Linked DNA regions of Mus musculus: all the other regions are linked to region 4. The links are chromatin contacts, called in public promoter capture Hi-C maps. All regions are on one chromosome and are shown on one strand. Each heading gives the region's core, a stretch centred on a gene start, on an enhancer-like site or on the middle of the called end of the contact. The rest is flanking DNA. Distances are from core to core; before and after follow the strand shown. Region 1 holds the start of Phf12 (PHD finger protein 12). Region 2 holds the start of Dhrs13os (dehydrogenase/reductase (SDR family) member 13, opposite strand). Region 3 holds the start of Traf4 (TNF receptor associated factor 4). Region 4 holds the start of Blmh (bleomycin hydrolase).

Region 1 (3,178 bases), core at 392-2,891, 1.0 Mb after region 4:
CGGTGTAGGGGACAAAGTCTGACCTGTGAATCAAGAAATGTTTCCTTTTTAGGTTTGCTATAAACTCAATATGCGTCTAAGCAAACCACTCTCCACTCTGTACCTGGAAATGAAGAATTTAAATCAAATAGTCTCTAAGTCCCTCCCAGGTTTACGGGTCTGAGAATAATGTGTGTAGTAACATAAAAATGAGTTTAGGAGATTCCAGGCGTAGTAGCACACGTCGATCCCAGAAATGGGACCGGAGGCAGAAGCAGTCGGATTTCTGTGAGTTCATGACCTATCTAGTCTACATAACAAGTTCTAGGGCTGCGGAGTAAGACTGTCTTAACAGAACGAACAAACGAAAGAAAGAAACGGCAGGACATAGCTGCATGTCACCAGTGTTAATTAATGCCTAGTGGGGTTCATTCATTCGCAATTAGGCAGAGTATCTGTCCATATTGGAAAGTGATAACAAGGGCATAACAGCGCACACCCAAAGAGAGGTATGTCTCTCTGCTCAGAATGCGAGGTGAGGGGCTCAAACTACAAACCCCAGTGTGCAATACGGCAGCTCTCAAAAGTATCCTTTCCCGGCAGGCTTTTCTTCGTGTACATCCTATGGTCCAGTGCAGCGCCTGAAGGCTGAACTACAACTCCCACAATCCATCAGATCCATCGCGAGTCTAACTACCAGAGTGCAAAGCGGTCCCGTTCACCCTTTGAACTCTGCGCGTTGCAAGATGGGGATTGAAGTCAGCTGTAGGCAGGTAGCTGGGCGTTGTCAGGATTACGGACTGTTTGGGCTTTTGACTTCCTCTTTCGGAGTAGTTCACAGGGACAGTGGTTAAGAGAGGGTAAGAACAGCTTGAAATATCTTGGGTTCCATCGGGACCCAAGGCAGCAATGCTCGTGCTAAAATTAGGTGCTGAGAGTGGAAATGAAGTGGAAAGAGCAGTCATCCGATCTGCCACCAAAAGCGTCTTTTTTTTTTTTTTTTTTTGTCGCAATGCTTTTTTTTTCCCTCTTTACCAATATGGCGGCCTAGTCCAGACACACCTGACACTGGAGACAAACAGTCCACTACACCATCCATATGGGTACTGCTGCAGCCGAAAGCTACCAGCTCCATACAGCATCCCACGCTCCTCCTTGGTCGTGACTGAGGACTCCAAGGGCATGGTAGCCCCAAATCTCATTACCAAAATGGCGAAAGGAGAAGCTTTTTTTTTTTTTTTTTTTTTTTGTGCAGGCCTCCAGGTACAACGCGCCTGCGCGTGAGGCGGCTGTGTGAGGGGACGGGAGGGTGGCGACCCAACACGCCTGCGCGGGACCAGAGCCCGTGGTCCGCACACAAACACCAATGGGTGATGCGTCTTCCAGTTCCTGCGGCTGCGCCGTGACCCCTACGCGCTTTCCCAGGCGCCTAAGCGAGGCCTCAGGTTCCGCCCTCCAATCGCAGTACGCCGGCGCACGGCGGAGAGGCGGGGCTTCTGGGCTCCGGGCGAATGCCAGCGCGGCTGCGCGCCGGGGGGTACCCCATCACCGCGGCTGCGCGGGAGCCAGGCCGCCGGCTGTCACTGCGGTTGCGCGCGGCGAGCGGCGATCCCGGGGCGCCTGCGCGGGTGGCTTTGCGGGCGCTCGCGGTAAGTTTGCGCCAAGTGCGCGGCAGCCGGGACGCAGACGGCAGCGGCGGCGAGAGGCGGAGCCCGGGGACCACCCCCCATCATCCTCCCCAGAGTCACCTCACGAACCACAACCTCACCTAACCTCTCACCCCCCCCTCCGGTCCCCCAAGCCCGGGATGGCAGCGCCCGCTAGCCTTCCCGGCCGGACCAGCGGTCGCCAGCGCCAGCTTTAGCCTGTGGGCCTAGGCCCCCGCCGAGGCCTGACCCCCGGAGCCGGGATCCACTGTGCAGCCAGCCGCTGGGCCGGGGCTGAGGGGTTGCTCCCCTCTCGCGGCCCGTGGGGAGGACGCTGCCGTCCCAGGGACTGGGGGCCGGGGGGTGGGGGGGAGCCAGGGCGAGGAAGTCGGAACCTGTGTTGGGAAGAGAGAAGGGGACCGGGGGTCAGAGGTGCCCCCTTCCCCTCCTCCCCCCTCCCCCCGGGGCTGGGGGGGCCGGAGCAGAGAGCGCCCAGCCCGAGAGGTGGATGAATGTGGGAGAAAATGGAGACCAAGACGATCGTGTACGACTTGGACACGTCGGGGGGGCTGATGGAGGTAAGAGTGGCCCTCATCCTTTTCCCCCCAGTGCCAGGAGGGTACCTCCGCCCCACAAAGCCGGCCCTAAGCTCGAAGCGCCAGAGGGCCGGGAAAAGGGGGGGTTGTTCTTCCTCACCCAGTCTCTTCCTCCCCTCTTTGCAATTTGGGGGACTGAGCTTAGCTTCCGAGGACGTCTGCAGCAGTTTCACCTACCAGCCGCCCTCGATTCGCTCCCTGAGGCTTCAGCCCACTCCATTTCATTGCACCGGCAGGCCTCCCCACCCCCTTCTTGTCGGCCCCTTTGTGCTTCCCCCTGCACGTCCGGGTACCAAGCTTCGGGCCTCTCCCGAGCCGGGCTTTGGAGTCCCCCACTGTCCATACAAGGAAGTGGCAAGAAGAGAACCGCGCACCCTCTCCCCATCCCCCTACCCTGGTCCTCCCCATTTGGAAGGAGCTTTTCTTGTTGTGCTGCAGGAACGCAGTTAGGGTGGGCTCCCCTTGATTCCGGGGACCGAGAGGTTCTGGAAGCAGCCTGGATGGGAGGAAGAAGGACAAAAGGGGGAAGAGGGGTGGGTGACGGAGAAGCGGCGCCGGTGGGACTACGGGCTACCCGGGAGCTCCGAATGTGCACACATGCCGTCTGTATGTGTGTGCAGCAAATCCAAGCTCTGCTGGCTCCCCCCAAGACGGACGAGGCAGAAAAGCGGAGTCGGAAGCCCGAGAAGGAGTCCCGGAGAAGCGGCAGGGCCACCAACCACGACAGCTGCGATAGCTGCAAGGAAGGTGGGGATCTCTTGTGCTGCGATCACTGCCCTGCCGCCTTCCACCTCCAGTGCTGGTAAGGGCTGGGGACCCCTTTGGAGCCCCTTGGCAGACCCTACTCAGCACATTCCTTCACCAGGCCTGTAGAAATAACGGGAGCTTGCAGCCGCTAGCCGACTCTCTAGTCGCTGGGGCGAGCGCCTCTGCGCCCTTGGTATTTGCCGGGATCCG
Region 2 (3,371 bases), core at 137-2,636, 1.1 Mb after region 4:
GGAATTCCCTGGTCTCAGAAATCTGACCCTGACTCCCACATATAGTTGTATTCTTGTCCCTGCCACTCTGCTTCCACTTCAGGAAGGACTTCTTAAACCTCCAAAGGCAGAAAGGAACTACCTGTCCTTCACTGTCCTAGGCAAGGTCCTGCTTGGAATGCCCACATCCCTAGCTGTCCCTGCCCAGCTTACCCTCAGTCACTGTTTCCAGAGTAATGGAGTGTCTACCTACCTAGTCTTGCTACCTGTGAACCGTTCTAGAAACAAATTACCGCCTTTTCGAAAGCAGAGGTCATGGAGTAACAACCATGTAATACCCACTGTTTCGGAGTTTGAGGAAGGAGGATCTCAAATTTAAGGCCACCATGGGCCTAGGGAAACCACCTCCAAAATCGACAGGGAAAGGGGTGGGGTCACAAAGTTAGGAAATCACATGGTTGAATCCTGACAACCCTGTCAGTGCCAGCATAAGAAGCCTCATGCCTCTGGCCTGTAACGGGAAATGTCCTAGAAGAGCAGCGGAGGGCTGGATAATGAAAGAATGAGAAAAGAGTCGCTTCATTGAGGAAAAGGCATCCAGGACTCGACTCCAGACACACGAGCCCATTCATGTACACAGGACTCCAGACTGAGAGACTGCTACATACTCACACCTAGAGTAAACAGAGATGTTCATTCAGTCACACGCGTTGGTGGAGACTACAGATGCATGCACAGCCTGGAGGACTCCCGCGATGGGCACAGACACCTACGCAGTGCTCTCACCGCCGGCGCCCGCCCAGAATCCAGAAGCACGCCCAAAGCCTGAGCGGAGATCTCAGGGCCCTAGGCATGCACACACCCACCCGTCCCTCAGGCAGATGTTTCCGGGTACTTACCGAGCACGCGTTCCCGGGAGTTCGCAAGCCTAGAGGGCGCTCCCAGGACTCCAAGGTGTTTCTCCTAGGCACGCCGCCAGGGCACGCAGGCGCACGCCTAGGGGGCGCTCGCAGGGGCCACGCGTGCGCGCACACCCCTGCCCAGCCTGCCGCCGCCCTCGCGAGGCCGAGGCGGGAGCGACGAGGCCCGGGCGGGAATCGGGAGCACTGCCGGCATGGAGATGCTGCTGCTGGGCGCCGGGCTGCTGCTGGGCGCCTACGTGCTTGTCTACTACAACCTGGTGAAGGCCCCGTCGTGCGGCGGCATCGGCAGCCTTCGGGGCCGCACGGTCGTGGTCACTGGTGAGTGCGCGCGAGCGGGCGGCGGGGAGGCCGGGCGGGTGGCCGCGGCCCGACCGGCTGAGCTGGCTCCCACCCGCCGCCCGCAGGCGCCAATAGCGGCATCGGAAAGATGACAGCGCTGGAGCTGGCGCGCCGGGGAGCGCGCGTGGTGCTGGCCTGCCGCAGCCGGGAGCGCGGGGAAGCGGCCGCTTTCGACCTCCGTCAGGTGAGACCATAGGGGAATGCGGGAGGCGGGTGAGCCCGGGACGCGGAGGGCGGAGCAGAGCGACGGAGGAATCAAGATCTGAGAGGAGAGAGCCTCACTATCCCTTAAACAGAGAGGAAGATGCAGGGACTGCTGTGGTCTTTAATCTTGAGAGCTTTAAGAATCAGAGTTAATGAAGTCAGGTGTGGTCCCAGCACCGGGCTGCGAGCTCAAGGCCAGCCTTGGCAAAGGCGACAAAGAAGGAAGGGTTAGGATAATGAAGAGATGCAGAAAGAACAGCAGGTGCAAATGCCCTGAGACTAGAGAGTCTAATTGGAGAGACAGGGGGCGGGAGATGAAGCAAGGAATAAAAGGAATGTCCTGAAGTGGTTCTGAGCCACAGCCAGCTTCTGAAGGCCCTTCCAAATACCATCGAGTTGAAGACAGCTGAGCAGAGAAGACACTTCAGTAGGCTCTGGACCATCCTGATGGCTTTTTCAGATGAATTTCTTAGAACTGTGCGGTGTCTAGACTGCAGAGGACAGGAGTGAGAGGGTCACATACCTTTAATCCTAGCACTTGAGAGGCAGAGACAGGTAGATTTCTGTGAGTTGAAGACCAGCTTGGGCTACATCCTAAGACTCTGTCTCAAAATAAACAAGCAAACAAATAAAATAAATTTTTTTTAAAAAGGTGTGTAAGAGAAGACCACAGTCTCTTAGGAAAAGTTTGTTACAGCAGGACATGCTGGTGCACACCTGTAATTCCAGCCCTGAAGAGGCTGAGGAAGGGAGATCATGAGTTCCAAGGCAGTCTGAGCTACGTAGCAAGATGCTGTCTACAACAGGTGAAAGGCTGTAATTGATTTTTATGGTAAATGATAATAAAAACAAGGGATGTTAATGGCAAATACCTGCACGCTGCTGACTGGGTATTTAATATATATTAACTCTAGCTCAGGCAGGCCTTGAACTGGTGACAAAAGGGTAGCTAGGATAACCAATGTGTGCCACCACACCAGACATACATGTATTTTATCTGATTTAACTCTCCCAGCTTTTTTTTCCAGTAGAAAGTATTATTATTGCTGTTAATATTATTACTATCCTCTCATTTTTCAGTAAGAGAACAGAGGCCCAAAAGATATTCAGTATCACGTCTGAAGTCACACTCTAGTTAGGGGCAAAGTCAAGATTTGAATCCACACACCCATTACACGCTGATGCATAGAGGCAGGTTTTAGTCATAGGTGGGTAGACTCTCAGAAGCCTGGAAAGAGGGAGGAGAAGGGAGATACCCAGTAACAATCCTAGCCCTTGCTGCTCCACAGGAAAGTGGAAACAATGAGGTCATCTTCATGGCCTTGGACTTGGCCAGTCTGGCCTCCGTGCAGGCCTTTGCCACAGCCTTCTTAAGCTCTGAGCCAAGGCTGGACGTCCTCATCCACAATGCAGGTGAGGAGTAGCAGGCCCTGTGGGAGGGCGGCGGGGAGCCTGGAGAGGCAGACCCTCCAGCAGACACATCTCACAAGTGGGGATTCTAAGACCTGTGGGACACCTATGACAGCACCTCATGCCTAGCTTCTGCTCTAGGGATCAGCTCCTGTGGCCGGACTCGGGAAACCTTTAACCTGCTGTTGCGAGTGAACCATGTTGGCCCTTTTCTGCTGACGCACTTGTTGCTACCCCGCCTGAGGTCATGTGCCCCCAGCCGTGTGGTAATAGTGTCATCGGCTGCCCACCGACGTGGTCGTCTCGACTTCACACGTCTGGACTGCCCAGTGGTGGGCTGGCAGCAGGAGCTTCGGGCGTACGCTGACAGCAAACTAGCCAACGTGCTGTTTGCCCGGGAGCTTGCCACCCAGCTTGAGGGCACTGGTGTTACCTGCTATGCGGCCCACCCAGGTGAGGCCTGACTGACGGCTCTTCCTTACTTCTCTAGCATCTTTGTATGTTACTATGTGCCTC
Region 3 (3,454 bases), core at 311-2,810, 1.2 Mb after region 4:
GAGGAGGAGGGGCAGAAGCAGCCTCGAGGGGACTGAGAAGGAGGTGAAGGAGGGAACAAGGCCTGACAGACCCCTCCTGGCTCCTTCCCCGAGGCAGTAAGGGTGGGTCAGCTGGAGGAGGGGGCTGGCTCAGCTGGCCTCATCTGGAAACCAGAGGGCCAGGAAGGGAGCCGGGAAGACAATGGGCCCGTGTGTGTCTGTAGAGGAGTTAAGTGTGTACATTTCAGGGAGGAGGGCCAGAGGGAGGAGGGAGAAAAGAAGGGAGGAGGGGGGACCACAGCAGCTTGAGCAGGAGCATATGTGAGAGCAGGAGCCCGCGGCTGCTAGGAACAAAAAACAAAGGGCCTGCTGAGATTTCCGCCAGCCAGGGGCTTCGGAAGACAGTGGGGACGAAGCACTGAGGCACAAGTCCCACATTGCTTTCCCTGCCAGTTCCCCTCGCGGGACCGCGGCAGACTCAGCCTGCCTTGTGCTCTAGAGCACGACCTCCACGGGCGTTGGGGCTCCCCGATCTCCCCTCCAACATGCAGCCTTCAGTGCCAGGAGCCTCAAGACCGCCCAGGGGTGCCCAGAAATGTGAGCGATGCCTGAGGCCGCAAGGCAGGACCTGGATCCTCAGTGGGCACAGGGCATTCAGTACCAACCCGGGTGGCCGATGTACCAACCATCCATTGTACTCAAGACCCCAAGGGAGGGTTCCCCACTTAAGAGGCGGGGAGGGCTGCAGGTCACAGTCCAACCTCTACTGCTTGGCCACACGCAGCCCGGGCTGGATTCCCAGCTAAAGACTTGAATCGTGTGACCCTGGGCAAATCGCAGCCCTTATTTTTTTGAATCTCTGAAATGGGAGAACAATAGCGGCCGCTCTCTCAACGTCAGAGAGGAAAAGAAGAGGTTGGACAGGTGAAAACTCCAGCGGCTTGAGTGCCGCGCGGGAGAGAGAGGCTTTGTCCTTCCCTTCCCTAAAGGATTCAAAGTTCAAGACTGTGGCCGCTCGGGCTCTCAGGTAGGGGGGAAGGGCCGGCTACGGGTCAGGAAGGGCGGCTTTCCCTCCGCCAGAGCGTGGGGAGGCAGTTTTTCCTACCTGGAGCTGGGCAGGTAGGACCCGAGACCCTACGCTTGGGTGCGTAAGGTCCTCCCCAGGGCCCTGACGTCACTGCCGCCCCTTGACATCATGGTGGGCGCTCCTGAGGTCACCGGGCGGCCTCGCAGACAAAGGCGCGACGTGTCTCCGGCCCGAGCCCGTCCCCCGTGCACCGCCCTCATCCCCCTGCACTGCCGGCGGAGGCCCACCGCCCCGGGTCGCACCTGAGAAACTCCTGCAGGCAGGTGTCGCAGAAGCGGTGGCCACAAGTAGACACCTGCACAGGCTCGCGCATGGGCTTCCCGCACAGTGGGCACAGCAGCCGCCGCTTGGGCTTCTCCAGGAACTTGTAGTCGAAGCCGGGCATGGCGGGCTGGCAGCGGGCACGGGCGAGCGGGGCCGGGCACGCGGCGGCCCCACAGCCCGCGCCTCGCTCGGGCCGCGTTTCCCGGCTGCGGGCGGCGCCGACTGGCGGCCGAGACCGGCCCGGGTCCGCAACCCCGCCCGCCGGAAGAGGGGGCGGAGCCGCGTCCCCATGGTCCTAGAGCCCGCCCTCGTGCCCCGCCCACTCCACAACCCCTCACTCCGAATGCTGTCGCACTCCGAACTCTGCCCTGGCTTTGAAAGTTAAATTAGGCTTCTCTTTCCCGCTGGAACTCCGAGTGTGGCCGAGAGTCTTCCAGAAGCGGGTCCCCTTGCGTTACGATGGTGCCTATCAGGTCGCACCACAAAGACTTGACACTTTAGAGGCCACCTTAAGGTCTCCTGCGCCACGCGCCGCTCAGGGACCCGGGGCCCTAGCTTCTAGGTGCTAGGCAGCGAAGCCTGGCAACAGGATCCCAGTAAACCAGGCTAGAGCAAGGAAACTGGGCTGGGCGCTGGGCCAGCGGAACCTCGGCCCCAGCCCTCAGGCCTCTGGCTGCGCCCACATTCCTCCTGGCCGCTGCCCTGCAACCACAGTCGGGCCCAACCCAGTCTTGGGGTGTCTAGCGGCCACTTCCACCCACCCAGTAAGAGATCATAAGCCAAGCAGGCATTTGATATTTTTATTAGTGATACTTTGAAACCTTTGAGAAATTGGTCGGGTTACCTTTCTCCCCAGTCTAGGTCTGGTGAATAGCCTGGGGAAAGGGCAACCTTTCAGCAGTATCTCCTCAGCAAACAAAAAAATAGCTCCAGCACCCCCTCCCTAAGAGGTGTGTGTGGGGAGGGGTGCCTTCGCAGGGGTTGTGCAAACCCTTGCCTCAGGGTAAGATAGAAAAGGGGGCTCCCTCCAACCTATCAGCTGCAAGCTATGCAGAGATTAGGCTAGCCTAATGACCAGTCCAAACAAGCCCTGGCTTGCCCTATTCCAAAGCATGGCATGAGTCTCCAAGAGGACACCGTCAGGGACTTACTTTCTAACTGGGCTGAGGGTGGTTGGAGAAAGGTGCGTTTTTTTTTTTTAGCAAAGGTTTTGAAGGCCGTCCTTCTGTTGACCCCTGCCAGACTGGAGCCTTGCAGATATTTACTAAGATAAAGAGCTTTGGAGACAGGGACTTGGGGGAACAGAGTAGACTTCACTGGCCTTTCTACCCCATTGACGACACAATCCAGGACGCTGACAACAGTCATTCCTCGGGCACCTGCATTTTTCAGAATACTCAAAGGTGGTCTCTTGGATCATCCTGTCGCCTCAGGGGGGAACTGGTTCATCTGTGACTGCTGAAGAGTATCAAAGAGAAGCTACTACTGCCTTTCTGGAGGCAACGCCTACAGCAAGCATCAGCCCTCTTTGATTTCATTGGGCCCTGGAGCCAGAACCCTCCTGCCAGGCCAGAAAGGGAAGTTTTCCTATCAACTGGCTCCAGGAAGTATTAGGAGCAAGAATTCACACAAGGTGTGGAGAGCCATAGAAGCAGCCTTTTCTCCCTGAGGGGGGAAATGGCGTCCCCTCCCCATTTCCCACATTTTTCTGGGGGCAGAAGATTGCTCTGGGTGGGTAATTTGGGTTATAACTATGGAAGATAGAGTGGGGAGTAGAGGGGAGTTGGGTTCACCCTAGTGATGTGGGTGAGATAGGAGAAGAAAACTCACATCGAACAGCCAGCAGAGTGTTCCCATGGCAGCAGGACACTGAAGTCACCATGTAAGGATGAGTCTCATCCAGCTGCACTGGCCTAGGCAGCCCCGCATCCTCATCCCTCCTTCCCAGTCGGCCTCGGGTTCCTTTGCCCCAAGAATACACTTCCCCCTCTGCCAAAATTGGAAAGAGTGGGGCATTAACTAAGCAATCAGCTGAACACTGGACAGCAAGAACAACTCCACAAGGAAGGTGGTGAGTATAACCCACCATATTCCTGCCGTGGTCCACCTGCATCCGGTCCACCC
Region 4 (3,143 bases), core at 407-2,906:
TGGGGGCTAAATCCAGGGTCCTTGTGCACGCTAAGCAAGTGTTCTACTCTTGAGCCCAGCCTTATCACCTCTGTTTTTCTAGCGTCTGGCTCTCACTGCTAGCTACTACTTATATAGCACTACTGTGAGATAGCATAGGTTCTGTTGCATGTCTTTCCCACGTTAATTGTTTTGAATGTGTATGTCTCTGTGTATAGGTGTGCACATGGGATGAGTGCCCATGGTAGCCAGAAGGAAGTGTTGGCTGGACCCATTGGAACTGGACTTACAGTTTTCTGACTTGAGTGTTGGGACCCGAACTTGGGTCCCCTGGAAGATCATCAGCAAGTGCTTTTATCTGCTGGGCTATCTCCCAGTCCCACATCATGAGTCTCTTGATGACAAGATTAAAGTTTTTAATTTTTTTTATATCAGCAGAAACTTGCTGAGGACCTGTTACACCACAAATGTTGAATACAATTTTATTCTTTGGGCTGAGTCCAATTGGGCAGGAAGTTTGAACATCATTTTTATTGTTTATTTATTTGTTTGTTTATTTATTTATTTATTTGGTGAAAGGGCCCATGATTTCTTTCAGCATGAGTTGTAGCTTGTTTCTTTTTTCTTCAGAAAATGGAAAAAATAAAAAAAAAAGCCCCACAGGATAGGGTAGTTGATGGGCTCCCTTGGAGATGGTTGCTATGTCGAATTGCAGGTCTTTAGCTAAGTCTCTCAGGGACACAGAGACTGAATTCTCAAGTGACAGATGGCTGTCTGCATGTGGCACTTTCCAGACATCAGAATTCCTCTGAACCATGGGTGATTTTCAATTTAAGACTTAGGTTTTAGGCTCCATGGAAAATCTGAATAGTAAGGCTACAGTGTGCATTTGTACTTATTTTATTATGCAGTGGACTCTCCCGCCCCGTCTTGAAAAACTGATTAATTATCTCGAAGACTCTGTGTGTGTGTGTGTGTGTGTGTGTGTGTGTGTGTGATTTACAGGTTTTGTAGATATTAGCAAAAAAAAAAAAAAAAAAAAAAGCATAAAATTGACGTAATCATTCTCCTTAGCCCAAGCTGGGCTCAATAGGAACCACTCATGAGCCTTGCGAAGCCCAGAATGTGTAGATGAAATGAGCAGATGTGTATTTGTAGAACCGTGGTAGTAGCTTATGGGTGGGTGGGAAAGAGATTGGTTCCAAAATCCTTTCAAATACAAGAACTTTGTTCTCACTAGACTCTAAGCAACAAGTTGCAATTGAAAAAGATGAACAGATTGGTCAGCTAAGTGCCTACAGGAAAAGCCTTTGGGTGGATTTCTTGAGATCTGCCGTCCCATGGCTAATTTTGGGTCCCTTACTTCCTTTTCACTTCACAAAACCTCCTCTGGCTTCTCAAAGGAGTTCTAAGCGTCAGTTTCCCCAATGCTAGACAGTGAGGGATCTGGGTTCATCAGCACGGAACCCTCAGCCTCCTTCCTCTAGGAGCTTGGGATCCCGGGAGGGCGCCCTTGAAGCCAGGAAGAGGGATCACAGATGGCGGAGGGCGCAGCCGAGGCGAAGAGTGAGCAATGCTGGCAGTGGGGGCTGCAATCGTGGGTGGCTTCGCCCTGCCGCTCCCGGGCCGAGGTGCGGGCCCCAGAGTCTGAAAGGCCGCCCCTGTCGGCCCTCCCCCGGGCGGGGCTAGCCCCGATGGCGCTGACTCAGCAACGCGAGGGGGGAGTTTTGTCCCTCCGCGGACCCCGTTTCTCTCGGCCACCATTGAGCGGGTTTCCTTCTTCCGGCGCTTAGGGTGCGAGAACCAGGTCCGGCCAGCTAGGCAGCGGACTGTAGTGTAACCCCAGAGCTCACCTGAAAACCCTGAAAACTAACGTTTCCTCCACGAAGCAGTTTGGGCGCCATGAACAACGCAGGTGAGGCACCGCTGGTACCACGAGTGTTTTCCCGGGTCCTCTCCCGGGCTCGGCGGACCCGTGAGGCCCGGCGGCGTGAAAGGCCGTGGGATGGGATGGGGGTGGGTGGGGAGGGGGGGACGGACCTAGGCGAGGGCCGGGATGTAGCCCTCCGGGAGGGTGGGAGAGCACCAGGAGAGAGACGACATCACGCGGGGAGGATGCCGGGAGAGGGCTTTCTGGTACAGCACTCTGCAGGATGCTCTTGCGAAGTTAAATCTAGGATCTACGGTGACCCTATCCTAAAGCTGTCCCCGTCAGCCTCTTTGGGAGGGGATATAATTATAATGGCGTTTGATCTTCCCACAGGACTAAATTCGGAGAAGGTATCTGCTTTGATCCAGAAACTAAATTCTGACCCTCAGTTCGTACTTGCCCAGAATGTCGGGACCACCCACGATCTGCTGGACATATGTCTGAGGAGGGCCACGGTCCAGGGTGCTCAGCATGTGTTTCAACACGTTGTGCCTCAGGAAGGCAAGCCAGTCACCAACCAGAAGAGCTCTGGTGAGGTCTACGACTTCTTGCCTACTTTATTGACAGCAGCACATTTTGTTGTCCTAAAAATGGCCCTGGGATAACAGAGCTTTGTAGCATTGACAGAACTTGTAGTAAGCCAGAGAATAGGCACTAGAAAAGGGCAGGCCCAAGAACATCACCTGTGTGGTGGCTTCAGTGTTCTGTGGCCTATTAGCATTTAGTTTGTTTCCTAACGTGACAGATGGTGGTCTTTGAATGCATATCATCATGTTTTGATATTATGTGATGTTGGATGTGTGCGGTTTGTTCTCGTGCAGTTTTAATCTTAACAGTTCATCTAGAAGTAGCAGAAGAGAGAAACAGCTTATCAAGTTGCAGACAGATAAACCTAAAGCAAAAGATGAGCTATGTACTAACAGATTTGGCCTGTGCCAAATAATTAATAATTAATGGAAAAATATCCATACCATAGGAGATGTCCCAGAATTGCCCTAAAGTCCAAATGTATAAAATAGAAAAAAACATAAAGTGATTACAACAGATTGTAACCGGCTATTTTTAAATATGCTCTGTGGTTGCAGCTGGAGTTGCTATTCTCATAGTTCCTGTCAGTAGTTACTTTGTAGTATTTTGAGTTCTCATTCCTTGCTGGCTGAGAATTGTTGTTTTGCTGTCTGCTGTCCAGTTACAACTGTTGAAAATACATCTACACTGAGAGATTGGTTATCTA

The links. Promoter capture Hi-C pulls out the DNA fragments that hold promoters and counts their contacts. Capture Hi-C pulls out chosen DNA fragments and counts their contacts.
Region 1: a contact with region 4 is called in a promoter capture Hi-C map of pre-B cells, with 4 times the contacts expected there. The contact joins the promoter of Phf12 here to the promoter of Blmh in region 4. A contact is called at or near these places in 2 of 39 promoter capture datasets (liver and pre-B cells).
Region 2: a contact with region 4 is called in a promoter capture Hi-C map of adipose tissue, with 2.4 times the contacts expected there. The contact joins the promoter of Dhrs13os here to the promoter of Blmh in region 4. A contact is called at or near these places in 1 of 39 promoter capture datasets (hippocampal neurons) and 2 of 9 other capture datasets (adipose tissue and liver).
Region 3: a contact with region 4 is called in a promoter capture Hi-C map of adipose tissue, with 2.4 times the contacts expected there. The contact joins the promoter of Traf4 here to the promoter of Blmh in region 4. A contact is called at or near these places in 1 of 39 promoter capture datasets (pre-B cells) and 1 of 9 other capture datasets (adipose tissue).

What each region holds. Positions count from the first base shown.
Region 1 is chr11:77,981,175-77,984,352 of GRCm38.p6, forward strand. Phf12 (PHD finger protein 12) reads left to right here and starts at 1,642. Exons shown (of 15, transcript NM_174852.3): 1 at 1,642-2,203; 2 at 2,842-3,023. The coding sequence starts at 2,138.
Region 2 is chr11:78,031,279-78,034,649 of GRCm38.p6, forward strand. Dhrs13os (dehydrogenase/reductase (SDR family) member 13, opposite strand) reads right to left here and starts at 1,387. Exons shown (of 2, transcript NR_152257.1): 1 at 879-1,387; 2 at 1-653. It overlaps Dhrs13 (dehydrogenase/reductase (SDR family) member 13), which reads left to right and starts at 1,035. Exons shown (of 5, transcript NM_183286.2): 1 at 1,035-1,220; 2 at 1,307-1,425; 3 at 2,735-2,858; 4 at 2,997-3,308. The coding sequence starts at 1,094.
Region 3 is chr11:78,163,990-78,167,443 of GRCm38.p6, forward strand. Traf4 (TNF receptor associated factor 4) reads right to left here and starts at 1,561. Exons shown (of 7, transcript NM_009423.4): 1 at 1,309-1,561. The coding sequence starts at 1,451. It overlaps Nek8 (NIMA (never in mitosis gene a)-related expressed kinase 8), which reads right to left. Exons shown (of 15, transcript NM_080849.3): 14 at 3,161-3,319; 15 at 2,117-2,788. The coding sequence ends at 2,760.
Region 4 is chr11:76,944,000-76,947,142 of GRCm38.p6, forward strand. It overlaps Blmh (bleomycin hydrolase), which reads left to right and starts at 1,657. Exons shown (of 12, transcript NM_178645.4): 1 at 1,657-1,894; 2 at 2,243-2,440. The coding sequence starts at 1,882.